Linked DNA regions of Hordeum vulgare: region 1 is linked to region 2. A link is a contact called in public Hi-C data. All regions are on one chromosome and are shown on one strand. The core of a region is the stretch at or near the end of the contact, and the rest is flanking DNA. Distances in the headings are between cores, read along the strand shown. Region 1 holds the start of LOC123447762. Region 2 holds the start of LOC123447752.

Evidence for each region. Hi-C and Micro-C count contacts between places; a contact is called where the count stands out from the background.
Region 1: a contact with region 2 is called in a Hi-C map of seedling, with 5 times the contacts expected there. The contact joins the promoter of LOC123447762 here to the promoter of LOC123447752 in region 2. A contact is called at or near these places in 1 of 6 Hi-C or Micro-C datasets (seedling) and 1 of 1 datasets of contacts at active chromatin or transcription factors (embryo).

What each region holds. Positions count from the first base shown.
Region 1 is chr1H:482,893,761-482,896,460 of MorexV3_pseudomolecules_assembly, reverse strand. It overlaps LOC123447762, which reads left to right and starts at 1,288. Exons shown (of 5, transcript XM_045124418.1): 1 at 1,288-1,585; 2 at 2,254-2,410. The coding sequence starts at 1,395.
Region 2 is chr1H:482,732,496-482,735,195 of MorexV3_pseudomolecules_assembly, reverse strand. LOC123447752 reads left to right here and starts at 1,275. Exons shown (of 4, transcript XM_045124408.1): 1 at 1,275-1,547; 2 at 2,040-2,125; 3 at 2,243-2,366. The coding sequence starts at 1,542.

The DNA of each region.
Region 1 (2,700 bases), core at 39-2,538, 160 kb before region 2:
ATATCTTCGTGATGCTCCACTTGAACTTGCACACCGCAATCTTGATGACGATAACCACTTGATGTCATCCTCCATGGGTCTTATGAGATCTTCCTCTTAACGCAAGCCCATGGAAACACACCTAACCCCACATAGAACTCTCACGAAGACCATGGGTTAGTACACCAGGCATAATGGACAATGCTTACCATACCATGTGATCACTTGATCCCTCTCGGTACATCTTGTACGTTTTGCGTGTTGATCAACTTGATTCACTCTTTGACTTAGTCTTGATCAACTGTGTTTCTTTATGACCATTCTTTATATAATACCTTGAATACCACCTTGGTCATCATATAAACTCCTTGAAACCAACAAATGAACTTCAAGAAGTGCCTATGGACAAATCCTTCGAATATAACTTAAGGCAACCATTAGTCCATAGGGATTGTCATCAATTACCAAAACCACATATGGGGAAATATGCTCTAACAGTGTACTTGACTAATTTGTTTTTACTGATGTTATTGTTCCTGATTTTACATGTTTTACACCATGATCAAATGAGCCATCAACCTATTGGAGCTTCTCGTCGTTAGATGACCATGCGACAATGATGATTACGGCAGTGAACTTGTGCTAATAGCACTACACACAACGAATTGATATGATCATTTCTGAACATGGTGTTATTCTATTTGTGATAGAGAAGTTCTGTCGATGGCCTTGAGCTCACTATCGCGCCGCGCCATGCCACAAGCTCGTCGCCGCACAATGTCGATCTAAGCACCGACTCACTACCCCCGAGGTTACTACCATGCCACGCGCTCGCTCGAGCTTGCCTCCACACCGGCGCACCCCACCTTGATCTCACACACCGGAGAGAAAAACAACCTACCCAATAAACCAAAAAACTTATTGAGACAACCCAATAACACTCTATTGGGATGATTTATCGTGGAATTGTCGGAAATGATCTAAGGCATGGTGAATGTTACATAGGAGTCGAGCCATAACGACGGTGAACATGACGACGCACACAAAGACAAGACGAGGTCATTAGTTAGGCTACATGTTAGAGTTTTAAGTTAGGGACATCTAACGAGAAGAGAAGCGTGGGTTGAACCGGCGACCGCCGCCTCATTTGACAGCCACAAAGTTGTGGAGGGAGGAAGAAAACACGAGGGTTGGGAGATACGATCTCAGCCATCTGATCTCAATCTGATGGTGGAGAGGAATCTGACAGATGCTGTACCTTGCGGGTTCGAGGCCCAAGTGCCCAACCTCCAAAACGAAGCCCGAGCCCCACACCCAAGCACGCGAGAGAGACGAGCCCGAACCCAACCGCAAGGGGGAGCACGGAAGAGAGCCAGCCAGACAGACGGAGTGAGCCGTCCCAACTACCGACGGGCATGAGGGCCACCGAGATGTTGACCGCCGCGGCGGGGGGTGCCGCCGGGACGACGCCGTCCACGGCCTCGGTGGCCGGCCTGGCCGGGGCTAGCGTGGGCGTCCCCGCCGCGGGCGCCGGCGGGAACTTCCCCCTCGGCGCCGCCCTCCTCGCCTTCGCCTTCGCCAACTTCGTCAACGTCCTCTCCATCTGGTGCGCCCTTCCCCCTTCCCTCCCGCCTCTCTAGTCTAAGTCTAGATCCAGCGCGCCCTCCGTTTCGGCGTCGGTGCGACCCCTTCGAGAGGTCGCTCCTGCGATCCGGTCCCGTTCGCGGAAAGTAGTACTAGTGCTAGTAGAAAAGCGCAGCGGGAGGGTTTCCTCTTGTGATGTGGAAGCAAGCGGTTCGCTTTGCGTTTCGGAAATCTTAGGTTCGCGGCGGAGGATAGAGGGATGGGACTTGGCTTCTGTAGGAGGATTGTGTGCGCAGGCGAGGATTTACTGCACGCCTAGCCTATGTGATCTGTGTTGTGCCATCTGCACTGAAATTCAATAACATGGTTTTATTCCTTGGAAAACCCATGCGCGATCGGTTAATCAGGCTGAGTTAGCTGTCACATTTTCCTGTTTGCTGCCAAAATAACTGGCACGAGATTAGTGCTGCCTTTTCAAAACCACCCAGTGAAACCCGAACTATTTCCACCGCACAACCGGACATCAGTGTCGCATATATGTATATTGTGTTCCTGATAACTGAATAAGACTATATCCTGCCAAAGGAAAAGCGCATTACTGCATCTTCAGAATCATTGCAGTTGAATAGCAAGTTGGACAGTTGTGCTGTTGTTTCGTTAAGCTGTACTTTGTTCGTCCTAGACATGCAGGTTAAAGGAGAAGAAATGGGATGCAAGGAAGTTTCTTATTTCTTCTGGAATTATTTCATCTCTCTCTGCGGCGGTGGCAAGTTTGGCTGTGGCGGTTGGTCAACAAGAAGGCGGGGATAGCTCTGTTTTCGCCCTTGCATTGGTTTTTGCTGCCGTTGTATGTACTTGACCCAACCAGGTTCCATGCATTTCCTTTTTCAAGCAAGTGAATGTCGCAATCAAGAGAGTGCTTTTTCTCTCAGAAATTGATATACCCGTGACTAGTTGTATCCCCGAAAACAATAGTAGGATTATTTTCCTATTTTGGTATCATTTGTTGCTTTTAAAATGTGCATGTTTATCAATACCTCAATCCAGTAGGCATTTGATTGCTTCTTGCTTTACCGGGGATTGGCTCTATTAGCTTGATAGTGATTGAGATGCCTTCATGTATCTGATATATCATCA
Region 2 (2,700 bases), core at 26-2,525:
AAATAAAATGGATATATGTATGCATTAGTGTAGCTAGTGCATAGCACGGGAGGGCCGTGGCACACCCAGAAAATTGATTTTTTTTATCATGTTATATTTTTAGATTTTGAGGTCCAAAAACAGCAGCTCATTGGGCTGAGCCTAAGAAGGCAGTTGGCCGCTCTCATAAATTCATATCCTATCCCTAATAAAAAAATCAATTCATCTCCTATCAAGACAACGACGGACACGATACCTAAATCGAACTCTACTCGGCAACAACAACAGACACACACAATAACCACTACACCGAGCTCACCTTGTCTACTATTATCAGGAAAGAGCTCTATTTGAGCCTTCTTCTCGAATTCTTTTGACTCTATAAAACCCTACCCAGTTCTTCCTTTCATTCTAGTTATTTAGTTTAGATATGTGTACTATATAGTTTCTGATCCTTATCTATTTATTCCATGACCAAAGTATGAAAGACCATGTTATTTTATTTGTCCTTGATTATCTTTGCTTTGCATTTTAAGCGTCCACACTTTCCATGTTTTGTGTCACGCTCCGCCTCTGCTCTTACGGACAACTATAGCCATTACGATGATCGATTTGATATGACGACTTTAACTAGAATCGCTCCTATGTACAATTATAGCTGGCCAAACGAGTCGCTTTGCAAGCCAGCCCATGAGCATGTGTGCCTGACACGTAACGGGTGTGACTAAACGATTCGTGCCTGACCCATGACATGTCGTTTGCCGTGGTCGTCCGCCGAGGCAAGGCCCGCGTGCCGACACGACACCGCATCTATTTATATTCTTTTACCAAGTTATTTTGTCCAAAGAGCCAAAAATTATCAAAAAAACGACATAAAAGACCAAAAAGCACGCGGGGTAGCCGACGCCCTGGAGGCGAGCCCAGCGTGCCGACACGGGAAGGTCCGCTTAGAGCAAGTACAATAGAGCTGAGTCAGCTGGCTATAAGAAATAAACTAATATTTTTTTATTTAGTTAGAGGAAAGAGAAGAGGAGAGAGAAGGCATTTTGTGAGTATGAAAGGTGAACCATATAATAAAGAAATAGTACACTTTTGCAATGAACTATTGTACATGTTAACTATAAAATAGGCTATAGATGACATGACAATAGCTTGTAGCTTATAAACGGGCCTCCGCATGCCGTGCCGTGTCAGGGCCAGCCCGTAGGCCACCAGAATGTCTCTATCCGCTAAAAGAAAAAAAAGCCTGGGCTGGTCTCTAACTCTCTATGACCGTTCCCACCAGCTCCTTTCTTCCCCGACCAGACGAGCAGAGCAGTACTAGGGTTTTGAGATTTCCCGTCGCCAGAATCGGCCGCCACCTCGTCTCCGCGAGCACCCGCCGGCGCCTTCCCTCGCCCTCGACGTCTTGCGCCCCGGCGACCCTCCCGTATCGCCGTCGCTTGCCCGCCCCCTCCTCCTCGAGCACCACCGCTGTCGATCTCTACTCGCGCCGCTCGCAGATCTGATTCCGGGGCTCCCGGCTCTCCCATCCAGGGTCAGGGCCGTACCCGTCGGCCACCATGCAGGTCAGCAGTCCCTGATCAATCTCTCTGTGTTGCTTATTCTCTCCAAAATATTCGACGGTGTTGCTTAATCCCTCATCAATCTCCCCGAAAAACATTTTTTGGGTCGATTTATTCTTTGTCGGCTGACTGAAATGATTGATAAACTTAAAATCTGTGCTATATGCTCTTAATATCCAAAGCACTTGTGGCTACATTTACCTTTCGTGCTGTGTTGATGGTTAGCTTCAAGTAGTCACAATGCTAGAGCTCACATGTTGTATGTTTTGAATTGCACTCTCATGAATCATGATCTTCATTTTTTGAATCATCTTATTTTGAGCAATTCTGTTCAATATCACCAGATCGCCGAGTGGCCACTTTTCTTCTTTTAGCTTGCTTCAGCTTAAAGGCTTCAACTAGGCCATAGTCTTCCAATATAGTGTCGTTTTATAATATACTTTTACATTTTAACGGCATCGCTTGTAAGATCTAATAGAAATCACCATTCTGAAGGCTAGCGACAGGTTCAACATCAATTCTCAACTTGAGCACCTCCAAGCCAAATATGTCGGAACAGGGCATGCTGACCTGACCAGATTGTAAGCATCTCATCTTTTGTATTAGGAATGTTGCATTAGCTAGCTAAATGGTAAGAATTATTCTTGATTGGCATGGTCTGGTAGGATATTAACCGTTAACATGTCTTTGTATTGCAGTGAATGGGCTGTAAATATCCAAAGAGACAGCTATGCATCTTACATTGGACACTATCCAATGCTAGCATATTTTTCCATTGCTGAGAATGAATCTATTGGAAGGGAGCGTTACGAATTTATGCAGGTATATGTGAAAGAGATGTATCTTAACTCATCTACTGAGTTTTAGCTGCAAATCGTGTAGGACTGAACGGTTGTATAAACGTTGATGTAAATTAAAACTAGTATCACTACTGAATTATGTTACTTGATTGCATTAATCTTTTACTGGTGGGATGCTAGTCTTGCTTTGGGTACTTAAGCAGTTTCACTGATTTTTATGGAGCTTCTGTTTGTATCATAATTGGCCTTTTTTTTATCATGAACATATACCTTGTAAGCGCTGTTATAATGTATCATCTCACAAGCTCATTAAATACCAGCTTGAAGTTATTTTGTTTCCATGCTGCCAAAGAATA